Regions from separate parts of the Macaca fascicularis genome. Here region 2 is linked to region 1. The links are chromatin contacts, called in public Hi-C maps. All regions are on one chromosome and are shown on one strand. The core of a region is the stretch at or near the end of the contact, and the rest is flanking DNA. Distances in the headings are between cores, read along the strand shown. Region 1 holds the start of AHDC1 (AT-hook DNA binding motif containing 1). Region 2 holds the start of GPR3 (G protein-coupled receptor 3).

The links. A called contact is a pair of places that touch in the nucleus more often than the background predicts.
Region 2: a Hi-C map of skeletal muscle shows a contact between it and region 1, with 8 times the contacts expected there. The contact joins the promoter of GPR3 here to the promoter of AHDC1 in region 1. A contact is called at or near these places in 2 of 2 Hi-C or Micro-C datasets (liver and skeletal muscle).

Annotation. Positions count from the first base shown.
Region 1 is chr1:207,463,205-207,469,316 of T2T-MFA8v1.1, reverse strand. AHDC1 (AT-hook DNA binding motif containing 1) reads right to left here and starts at 3,026. Exons shown (of 7, transcript XM_074015362.1): 1 at 3,001-3,026; 2 at 2,241-2,338.
Region 2 is chr1:207,685,056-207,691,167 of T2T-MFA8v1.1, reverse strand. It overlaps GPR3 (G protein-coupled receptor 3), which reads left to right and starts at 2,273. Exons shown (of 2, transcript XM_005544278.4): 1 at 2,273-2,359; 2 at 3,404-5,422. The coding sequence starts at 3,409. The coding sequence ends at 4,401.

The DNA of each region.
Region 1 (6,112 bases), core at 1,777-4,276:
TATATTATTTCAAAAGTAACGGCATTAAAAATGGATTTTACTACAGAAAATAAATATCAGCACGTGGGCCGGGAGCCCAGATAGAGGAAAGAGCCCACCAGGGGAATGTCCCTGAGGGCTTGGGCACAGTTAGGCACTGACCAGATTAGAAAGGCCAGGCTACACCTTGGGCTGTGGGGGATTCCTGGGGAGGGGGCAATGCCTGCCCACCTGGGCATCTGCCCCAAAGCCGGATGAAGAAGGACAAGTCACTGGTTTGGGCTGGTGGCCACTGGTCCCCCAAAGCTCATGCCCTCACTGGTCTTTGCAACCCCTGAAGAGTGGGAGCTCTGGGGCCAGAAGTTCACCAGTCTCTGGGGATTACTCCAACTATTGACACAGCAGGAGAAAAAAATGAATTCAACTTACTATCCAGTTTGATTTTCCATTACTATAAAAATAAATATACATCTGCTCAAAGGAGGGAGATGGCAAGCAGCATGCACATGCCACCTGGGGGGTCCCCCCCACAACCCAGCCTGCCTGCCCCCGCCCCACTCCAGGCTGGGGGACAGACAGACTGGTAATCTTTCACTTACAGCCCCAGCTCACACAGTCACACACACCGGGCCACAAGGAACAGGAACAAGCCAACAATAGAAACACCCCAAATGCCCCTGGCAGGACTCTGCCCAGGCCCAGGCACATGCCCCCGCCCAGCCGGCGGCGACAGCAGCAGCGGACAAAATGTGGCCACCCTGACCCGGAGGCAAAGCTTGTCCTCACACCCTGAGCTCTGCCCAGGGAGCTGGGGCCAAGTCCCGCCTGACACCAACTGGTCCGGCGGGAAACGCCTGCCCAGCCAGACAGGCACAGGCCCCCCAAGGGTCCCTCCTTGTGCTCAGGGACCAGGCTGGTGCAGTCCGGCCCTGCCTCCCAGGGTGACGCCTGGGCCCAAATTCAGCTGGCCCTGCCAGTCAGGCACTGGTGCAGAACCGAGGGCACCAGGCTCAGCCCCTCCCAGCCCAGCCCCAGGGCCCCCAAGCTGGGAGGGAGGGGAGACTCCCCACCCCTCCACATCTGGCCCTGGCCCCCAGGGTCTGCGGTAGAGAATTCCCGCCCCCGCTTCTCTCTCTCCCTCCTCCCGCTCTGTGCCCGCTGCCCGCCTCAGGGACAGCCCCAGCTCCCGCCTCCGGCCAGCAAGGCCCACATCCTTCCTCCCTCAGCTGGCCCCTTCGCCTGGCAGGAGGCTGGGGGGTCAGGCTGCTGGGGAACCCCCCCAAGCTCCCATCAGTCCTCATCCCCAGCCCCCAAACTCTGGGTTGCTGTCCCTTTTCCTGTAGAACAGGAAACAAGGTTATTTCCTAGACTCAGAGCCAGCCCCCTGCCCCTCTGGCTCTGCCCGGGGACCCAGACCCAGCAGGGGAAGGCGCCCTCAACCAGCAAGCAGAGATTCAGCAATTCACCCCAGCTCCCTGCCTAGGGGGCTGACAGCTGTCACTCAGCACCCCACCCCCTGGGGAAGAGGGGGCCGATTCAATCAGAGCCCCAGAGGAAACGCATTGATAGGCGATTATTTATTTATTTATGCAAAAGTGAGCCGACTTTGTTCGCCAGGTAACCGGGCACGCGGCCCAACCCCTTCAGCCCTAGCCGCCCCCAAATCCCTCCTCCGCCCCACACCCCCTCCGGGTCATTAGGTCCCCGCCCCTCAACTCCCCGAGAGCCAGTGGATCCTAGGGATTTGGGGGTTGGAGGGGAGGGGCTCCTCCCTCCGCAGTCTCCCCTTTTCCCAGCGCCGATCCTAAAATCCAGCCTTGTTCTCCGCTCCCACGGTCCCCCCTTCATTCCCCCCCCCCACATTCTCAGCAAGCTGGAGAGCAAATTGCAGTTTTAAATCCAAAGGCGGAGGGAGGGGGAAGGAGGAGGGGGCGCGCGGCAGCGCTGGGCGCGCACCTCGCCCCCGAGCCGGGGGAGCCGCGGGGCGGCCAGGAAACCCGAGAACCCCCCCTCCCCGCCCCCCCCTCCCCGTCCACCTCCCCCTCCCCCTTCCCGGCGCTGCCTGCCAGGCTTCGAGCCGAGCCCAGCCGAGCCGCGGGCCCCGGTGGAAACAAAGACCGATCGCACCGCGGGCACCGCAGCCACCGGGTCCAGCGGACCGGACCGGGGGACGCGGGCCCCCCCCACCGTGCGCTGCACAAAAGAGCCCGGCCGGCCGGTCCCCAGCGGGGGTCTAGGGCTGGGGAGGAGGCGCCACTCACCGGAGTGCTGGGCTGCCGGCTCCGTGGGTCCGAGCCAAGCGAGGGGTTTTAGGGGGCGTCTGTCTTCCGGCGGTGGCAGCGACGCGGGCGCCCGGCTGCTGAGGAGAGGAGTCGTGGAAGAGCCCTGAGCCGCCCGCCGTCGCTGACAGCATGGCTCGCGCCTCGGCTCACATTCTCCGCCGCTAACTCCGCTGGACACGGCCCCCCGCTCCCGCGGCGCCCCCCCACCTCGATCACTCCTTCGCTCTCTGCGCTCCCCTCGCCCTCCCGCCGCGCACACACTCTCCCAGCCCTGGACACCCCCGCCCCCACCCCCCCAATTGCAAACCTGGGAGGGAACGCGCCCCGCGTAGTCCTCCTGCTCCTCCTCCTCCGCCCTCCTCCCTCCCGCTCTCTCTGGCTGTCTGTCTGTCTCTCAGACTGTCTCTATTTCTCGCTCTCTCTGCCTTTCTCTGCTCTCCAAGCTGGGTGGGAAAAGGAAATGAGGACAGAAAGCAGACGCTGGCTTTGGGTGGTGGTAGCTGGATTCCCTCTCTCCCTCCCTCCCCCTCCTCCCCTCCCTCCTCCTGCCTTCTGCTCTCTCCGCTGCGAGCGGGGCTGAGCGCAGCCTGGCGGGTGGCTCGCTCTGCCCGCCCGCCCGCCTGTCTGTCTGTCTGGTCCGCCTCGCTCGCTCCCTCCCTCCGTCTCTCGCCCTCGCCCTGCCTGCCTGCCTCTCTCCGTCTCCGCCGCCGCCGCCGATGCCTCTGCGAGCTCGCCTTACCTTCGCCGCTCACCATCCGGAACCCTAGGGGGGAGCGCGCGCGCGGCACGCCGGGACTTGTAGTCCCCGCCCCGGCCGCTCCGCGCGCGGGGAGGGCGGGGCCGCGCCGGGTGCTCCGACGGCGCGGCCGGGAGCCCCGGGGACCCCGTGCCTGGGGCGCGTCTGACTGGGGCGCGTCCTCGTTTACCAACGGGCGCAGATCCTCCCCAAGAGTTACGAATGGTCCCCGTGTTCCTTGTCTCCACCGGGGGGCTCTGGTTCGAGCGGAGGTTGCGAGTGGGAGTGAAGGGGCGGGGTCTGAGAGCGGAATGGGAGTGGAATAGGGAACCAGGGGATTAACCAAAGGGGCTGCGACTTTCTGGGGCGTCCCAGTTAAATGTGAGGAGGAAAGGACGGAGGAGAGGACCGGCTCTCTCAATCTGGGGACGTTATCCTTTTCTGAAAAGGTTTCTTATTGAGTAAAGCGCAAGTATTTAAAGCGGGAGGGCTGCTGGGGCGGGGCAGCGGAGGAGACCCAGCCAGCGCTGCCTCCCCACTCGGTGACCCCTCCTCTCAAACTCCGAGCTCTGGGTTTCGCCCTTGCAACCCAGCTTTCCTACATGTCCAAGGGCGGCGAGGGCTCAGAAGTCTTGGATAATCCACAGATAGAACACACACACCCTTTTCCGAATTCTGCTGAGCATTTGCGTTGTGTCAGGAAGCAGGATTCAGATTGAACGGTGCTGACCTCCTGCCGCGGCCGGGGGCTGGGCTCAGCACTTTCACCTACCTCCTCTTCAGGTCACATCTGTTCTCCAGCCCCTGGCTCGTGGGCCCCCTCCCTAGCCTATCCCACAGATGGGAATGTGCGCTGCTTGAGGGCCTTGTTACCGCCCCCAGAGATGGCTGAACTGCTGCGGTAAAATCGTGCTGTTATTTCCATTTTAGAGATGGGGGCACTGAGGCCCAGGTTCTTCTGGTTAGCAAGTGGCTGAGCCCAGCTGGGTTTGAACCAGGGTCTGACTAACCCCAAACCCCACAAGCTTAAACCCTGGGCTATGGCAAGCAGTTGTGATTCCCTCCATTTCTGTAACTGACCTTCTCTCCCTGTGTCTGTGTGTCCTTTCTTGGCAATTCAACAAATGTTAACTGAGGTATGCAGGGCTTGCAGGGGACTCGGAGATGAATAATGCATAGTGGCTGTCCTGTCCTGTGTCCTAGGTGTCTACCAACGCCGGCCCTGACTGGCCCTGCGGCGGTCCCACCTCATTGGACCACCTCATCTGTGTGTCTGATGTTCCACACTCCGTGTCTGCTGGCCTTGTCTATCTTGCTCCAGGTCTGAAGTTCCTAGAGCAGTGCCTTTGTCTCTGGCCTCCCTGTTTCTGACTCTTCCTTTGGCCTTGCAGGGTGATGGCCAGTGTGTGACAAAGGCAGCTGGTGACATTTTGCCAACTGCAGCTCCCTGGTCACTATCTTCCCCACACCTCCACTCCTTCCAAGCTCCTTCTCTATGGCAGTCCGGTACCCCCAGAGGACAAAAGATGGGATCTGGGGAGCACTGTCTATTGGCCCTTGGCAGAGGGTGTGTGCAGCAGTAATAGGAGAGGTCTAGGGCTCTAAACGGTACACTATTGATTTGGCATCATGGGGCTGCCATGACCGGCTGGAGAGACCATCATCTTGGAGCAGCTTCTCCTTGCAGACAAGTTAGACCTTGGGTTCGAAGATTTATTCATTGAATGGGAAATATACTCATAAAAGTAGTGGCTAAAGTCATTAGAAATTCTGCAGCTCCAAAGCCTGGGCCTGAAGTGATCGCAAATAGATGAGGCTTTGGCACCTTGCCCTAGCTGGCCCCCTATAGGACAGACAACTTTGGCGTTGGGGAAGGTGAAAGAGACCCAGGTTCCTCCTCCTTTCTCTCCCTTCCCCCATTACCCATTAGATTCTGCCCCTGGACATGAAGACTCTACTCAGTTTGAATCAAGTTTTAGGAGGGAGTTGGGTGGGATAATATAGGATGGTTTCTGGGGTGTGGAGAGCCCCAGTAGGCTGGGATGAAGGGGAGTTTGGGAAAAGCGTGGGAGGGGGAGGTTAAGTAATGAGATGCAGAGGGCAAGATTAGTAGGACCCATGGCTATGAGTTAGAGGGAAATAGAAGTTAGGTAGGGTTTCCCAAGGATGCCCCTCCCACCCCAGGCTACTTCAGCGTCCCCTCCCCTGTGAGGGTGAATTCCGTTAGCCCTTAAAGTGTTGATCATCACTGGAAACCAAGCATTGCAGAGTCTCCCTGTTATCTGGGGGCTGGTCTTTTTCGTGGAACCTCTCCAAATTGTGTTGAGCTGGGGAGGGGGGTCTCCCCAAACTCAAGCTGTCTTCCCGTGGGCTGCTGCTGCCACCTAGTGTCTAATCTCCATTTCTGCTTCAGCAGTTAGCAAGCAGGAGGGAAAGGAGGCTTGAGGCAGAGGACACAGGTTCTGGAAGCGCCTGAACCATCCCTCTCTGGGCTCAGCTCCCTCCAGCCGCTTTTGTTTCAGTGTAAGCAGAAGGTGGTGTAGCTAGACCCTAGAAAATAAAGATGAGAGTCTGGAGATAAAGTTGTGGAGTCGGGTTTGAGAGGCCATGTGGAGTAGCAGCCAGACAGGCCTGGTCCTGATCTTGATTTTACTTGTGTGTCCTCAGTCTGTGTGAGTCTCAGTTTTCCCGTGTGTAAAATAGAAGCAGAGCTGTTGAGAAGATTAACTGAGCACATAGATGTAAAAGCACTGTGAAAACTGGCAAGGGCATGGTGAGAGAGATGATGAGTCACACTAATAATGACAATAACTGACAGGTCCCAGCAGCCTGGAGCCAGGCCCCCGGGCCTCATGGAAAGGGCAGGATAGGGTAGGGACTAGCATGGCCCTCCCTGAATAAGGAATTTCTGGGACTGGCCCTACTCCTGGGGCTGCCTCAGGGGAGGTGTGGACTGCTAGAGGGTGGTTCAGCCCAGTATGAAGAAGGGGAGACAGAGGCCTAGAGAGGTTGTGGGCCTATCCTAAGCTATTGAGCTGCAGATCCAGGAACAAGAGGCCTATTGGACTGGAGCCATTATGGCCCTGGTTTTCCCCTTCTTTGGATGGGAACAACT
Region 2 (6,112 bases), core at 1,024-3,523, 220 kb before region 1:
GGGGCCCTGATGCCCTTGGATCCTCTCTCTGACACCCCCACCTTCCTGGGCACCAGGCATATTACTACTCTCTCTGTTTTCCTTTTTCCTCCAGTTGCTCCCTTTTAGGTCAATCATCCAGTCTATGATTATTTCTTCAACACCCATTACATGTCAGGCACTGTTCTCCAGCAGAAATGGGATATAGTCACTATCCTCTTGGAGCTTAGATTCTAGTGGGGTTGACACGTAGTAAAACAAACAAACATGAATTTATTTATAATTTCAAGAGCACTTCATCCTCCGAAAACGAATAAATCAAGAGAAGGAGAGTGATGGGGAGGTCAGTGGCGATCTGAGAGTTCAGAGCAGCCTGTTTCAGAAGTGACTTGGGAGCAGAGACCTGGATGAAGAGAAGGGTTGTAGGCAGAGGGAACAGTCAGGAGCAAGAGCCCAGGAACAGGAACCCCTGAAGCCCCTCCTCACTCTCTGCTCCTGCCCCTGGGTGATGTCCTCTACCCCTAAAACTTTAGGCAGGTGTGCCACCTGCACACCTACACCGCCAGGTGTGTCCCTCATTGGCCAACTGTAACATTGATGGCCAACGGCGTGCAGATCCCACTCAACAACCCCATGAGGCCAGAACTAATATTATCCCTATTTTTTAGACGAGGAAATAGGCACAGAGAGCTAAAGAAACTCTCCAAAGTCACACAGCTAGGAAATGGAGAAATTGAGATTTGACCACCTCCGCTCCCTAAGCCCCCTAAACTCACCACATCCAACCTGAAATGAATCTTCTTCTCCAGCTCCAACCCCTCCTCTTCCCATGTTTCCTGCCACTTGACCTTCTGCTGCCTCACACTCAAACCCAAAACCTGCCTGGTGGAGGCTGACCATGGGGCTGCAGTGATAGTGCTGTGATGGGGATGTCCAGTGGGGCCTGGGATCCTCAGGCCTCTTAACCTCATCTTCCCTCCCACAGGCCTGCATGATTCCAGGGAGCATCAAGGCAAGAAACACAGGGAGAAAGAGCAGTCAGTCCCCCTGCCACAGGACTGGCCACATCTGTCACATCTGGAGAAATCTGCCCAGAGTGGTTCCCCTGGACTAAGGGCAGTCGGCGTTGGGGAAGAGGGAGCTCCTTCTTGCTCCACCCATCAGGATGCCTAAAATGAGAGGCTGAGAGGGGCCTGCCCTGAGGACTGAGCTGCCAGGCTTTCTGCTTCCAAGTTCTTCCCGGCTCCCCATCTCCTCCTGCTTCGGGGAAGTGCACCCCCGACTCCCTCCCCTCTGGCTTTCTAGATCCTTGAATAAATAATTCAGGTTTTGAAATCTTGCCAGGCCCACCCCTCCGGTGCTGTGAGGGCGCTATTGGGCTGACATGAGTGACGTCACCCAGCTCTTATCCCAGCCCCAGCATCATGGGACCTGCCCTGGCACCAACTTACCTGCCTGGTCACTGTCAGTCCAGACGCTCTACCCTGTGCCCCTCACCCTGGAGCCCACTCACCACGGCCACCTGCTATCTTCCTTCCAGGGCCCCACGGCCCTCATGGCTTAGCACTGTCGCTTCAGTACCCCAGCCCTTCTGACAGGGTCATAGTGACCTGAAGTCACCTGGACACTCCATGTTCCCAGGCTGCCGCCTCTGCCATCCCGGGGTCCCTGAACTCCTCCCTGCTGCAGAGTCACCGTCACACTGCCATGGTTGCCCTGGGGGTTTCCTCTCTACCGTTGGTGTCCCACGGCCATCACGCCCCCCAAGATTCTGTCACCATGCTAATGTCACTGCCACCCACCTCCCCGCTCCCTCGTGCTCCCCGTCATCGTCACCTCAGGGCCCCATCATCTTGGCAACCCTGTCATCCTCACCAGGGACGCCCAACCAGCCCCATCACAAGCTCTTCCTTCGTCATCTGGATCTCGTCAGCCTCTCTGCCACCCAAGGGTCCCATCACCCCACAGCCTAGCCGGGTCCCCTTCCACCACGTTCCCAGCAGCCTCCCTGAGACTACAAGGCTCTCCCACCGGCGCCGCTGAAACCCCCGGCCCGCAGAGGGCGCCGCGTCAAGGACAGCGCGGGCCGACTCGGGAGGAGGCGGGGCCGCAGCCACGGTCGCTTTTTATGAATGGGGGAGCGGGCGGCGCGAGGCCTCATTACTATGCCGCGCAACGCGCTCTGCGCCCCAGCGCTCCGCGCCCATTGGCTAATCGGGCCGCTGACGTCACCGAACCGGTGGCCGGGGGCGGGGCGGGACGGGGTGACTCACGCCGCTTCTCCCGCGGCCGCGGGGGCTTCTCGGGGTCCACGCACGCCCTGCGCCGCCAGGACCCGAGCGGAGCCTCCCCGCGGCCTGGCCGCGCCTGGTCCTGAGCGGTGAGTAGTGGGCCCCGCCGCGGACACTAGGGGTCCTGGAGGGCACGCAGGATGCTGGGGCACTGGGCCGGCGGAAGACTCCTAGCGGCCGGCCAGGGTCCGAATTCCAGGTGGGAATTCTGGGTTTAGGCGATTCTGGGTTAGCAGACGTGGGCCTAAGTGCTTGAGTGCTGGGGCTCAGTTGGATGACCCGGCGAAGGGTGAGCATTCCTGCAGGGACCCGAGGCCCTGGAGGGACTGATGGTCATCTGAGGTTAAGCCGGCAGGAGGCGTCTGGGGCAGGGACCCAGGCGTCCGAACAGCAGGAGGTGTCCGACTTGGGAATCCAGGTATCTAGACAGAAGGCGGAGTCAGGCCCCAAATCCAGGTGTCCGGGCAGAAGAAGGCATCTGACTCAGGGATCCGGGCTTCCAGCAGGGGGGTCTGCCTAGAGACCTAGAGATGCAGGCAGAAAGAAGGGTCCAGCCAGGGACAGAAGCCTGGGAGGGTGGCGGGTGGGGTCTGAGTTCCCAGGTGTTACCGCGGGAGTGCGGGGTGGTGGCTGGTGGGAGCTTCACGCGCATTCCCCGGGGGCGGAGTCTAAGGCTGGCAGTACTGAGAATCGTGAGGGGTTTGGGAGACTCAGGCACGAGCTAGCATCATCATCTCTGATGGGAGGGAGCAGAGCCGCTCAGTCTCCAGATGTTTCCCTACCCCAATCTTGAGCCTTTGGGGGCATCCCCTGGATCCTATGGCCCTCATCCGCTTATAGTACCCCTTCTTCTGTCTCTCCTCTGGTCACACACATGGAAAAAGAGACGTGCAGCACCTAGGACAGGGATCCCCAGGAAGAGACCCCTGTTTAGAGGCCTGGGGGCATTGGAGAGGACAGCGGTATCCTGGGAGGAGCCCCAAGGGATGAATGTGGGGATAAGGCGTTGGGACCCTATAAGGTATCCTGAGGAGAGACTCCCACCATGTATCCTGAGGGGCACCTCACCCCCTCCAGACCCCACCTCGCATCATCCAGCTTGGTCAGCTTCTCACAAGGCCTTTCTCCTACAGGTACCATGATGTGGGGTGCAGGCAGCCCTCTGGCCTGGCTCTCAGCTGGCTCAGGCAACGTGAATGTAAGCAGCGTGGGCCCAGCAGAGGGGCCCACAGGTCCAGCTGCACCGCTGCCCTCACCTAAGGCCTGGGATGTGGTGCTCTGCATCTCAGGCACCTTGGTGTCCTGCGAGAATGCACTAGTGGTGGCCATCATCGTGGGCACGCCCGCCTTCCGTGCCCCCATGTTCCTGCTGGTGGGCAGCCTGGCCGTGGCAGACCTGCTGGCAGGCCTGGGCCTGGTCCTGTACTTTGCTGCTGTCTTCTGCATCGGCTCAGCGGAGATGAGCCTGGTGTTGGTTGGCGTGCTGGCAATGGCCTTTACCGCCAGCATCGGCAGTCTACTGGCCATCACTGTTGACCGCTACCTTTCTCTGTACAATGCCCTCACCTACTATTCAGAGACAACAGTGACACGGACCTATGTGATGCTGGCCTTAGTGTGGGGAGGTGCCCTGGGCCTGGGGCTGCTGCCTGTGATGGCCTGGAACTGCCTGGATGGCCTGACCACATGTGGCGTGGTTTATCCACTCTCCAAGAACCATCTGGTAGTCCTGGCCATTGCCTTCTTCATGGTGTTTGGCATCATGCTGCAGCTCTACGCCCAAATCTGCCGCATCGTCTGCCGCCATGCCCAGCAGATTGCCCTCCAGCGGCATCTGCTGCCTGCCTCCCACTATGTGGCCACCCGCAAGGGCATTGCCACACTGGCCGTGGTGCTTGGAGCCTTTGCCGCCTGCTGGTTGCCCTTCACTGTCTACTGCCTGCTGGGTGATGCCCACTCTCCGCCTCTCTACACCTATCTTACCTTGCTCCCCGCCACCTACAACTCCATGATCAACCCTATCATCTATGCCTTCCGCAACCAGGATGTGCAGAAAGTGCTGTGGGCTGTCTGCTGCTGCTGTTCCTCTTCCAAGATACCCTTCCGATCCCGCTCCCCCAGTGATGTCTAGCTGAGTCTTCGTGATCCTTCAGCCCTGATCACTACAGAATCCCAGAATGTTAGGCTCTCCAGGGCTTCTTTCCAAACCCCCAGCTCCACACCCCCCAGACCCAGCTGGTTCTGGAGTTCTAGGACATTGGGTGTTTGAAGGTTTTTGTTCAGATCCCTGTGGGGGTCCAGCTGGCTCCATGGTTCCAGAATGTTCAGGTGGTCAGGGATCTACTCAGAAATGTCTCACAGCCCAGCTGGCTTGCAATTCCGGAATGCTGGGAGTTTTACAGTGCCATTCCAAGTCCCAGATGTCCCTCCTCCCCCACACTTGACCTTAACCATGTCACTTTACGTTTGAATTTCTGAACTAAAGAGTCAGAGAGATTAGTCACATAGTTGCCTAAATAGGAGAGAGAAAGATTATATACGCGCACATACAAAGAGAGTGTCTATTTATGATTTATTTATTTATAAATTTACTTATGGGTGGTAAGGGGGGAAAAAGATACCCACACCTTGATATCCAGGCCATACCAGGGTACCCGTTGTCCCCTCACCCCCATTTCTGACCTCAGTTCCTGGAGGGGGGAAAGGGAGAAAGAGAAACCACGTATTTTGTTATTATTTTGGATTATTTTTTATCGAAGAGATCATAGAAACCAGAGCCTTCTCCCCAGGCCTGCCCTCTTTGGGTTTGGAAGGGGAACACACCAGCCTCTGGTTTTTTATTTTTTTAAGAAGCCATCACCTGAGCAACCAAAAATTCCTCTGCGCTGGGGTCCGACTGCCCTCTGGTGGCCATTTGGGGAAAACTGCAGCCCAGCCAGGCAGCTGGGACCAGAATGCAACCCCAGCTCCACTCCAGCCTGGCGTCCAGCGCCACAGCCATGGCCCGGGGGCCAAGCCTCATCCTGCGGTGCCCTAGAAGAGGGGGGGGCACGAGCCAACACCCCACCCCTCTGCCAACCGGGGTATGGCCCCCAGTGCATTCCCTGTTCCTGTCTCCAACCTAACTCAATAAAAAATGATTTTGTCATAAATATGTTTCCCCATGTGTGTGTGGAGGGCATGGAGTGGGGCCTGATGGAGGATGGCCTGGAATGAGAGGGTCAAGCCAGGCCTGGGGGGGCTGTTGAGGGAACTGGGGAGCTGGACAGAGGGTGGAGGGTGGCTGGCAGGTGACTCCCTCTCAGATGTCAGTGCTCCTCTGCTCAGACCTGGGCACTGACTGGCAAGGACCTTACCTCCCCCTGGCGACAGGAACCTGGGTGCTTGGCTCTTCCTAGGTCAAGGATGCCCACATCCTGCCCACATTGGCCATTGTGGGGCTTAGGCATGATGAATGTGCTCAAAGCATGTGTTTCCTTAATAATAATAGGTCCTTCTAATTGTGGGTGCCTACTGTGTGTCTGGCACACATGCCACCTCGCTTATGCCTAATAAGCATCCCATGGCACAGGTAGTGTCTTCTCCATTTTACAAACGAGGTAGCTGAGGCTGAGTGAGGGACAGTGGCTGGCCCAAGGACATAACAGCTAAAAAATGGTAAAGCCAGGAGCATCTGTTTCTAGAATCTGTGCTGTGTAGTGAGCAATTTCCTTCCTTCCCAAGCCTGGAGCTTAGGGCATTCTGGACCCCTGATTTTTTTTTTTTTTTTTTTTACGGAGTCTCACTCTGTTGCCCAAGCTGGAGTGCAATGGCACGATCTTGGCTCACTGCAACCTCCGCCT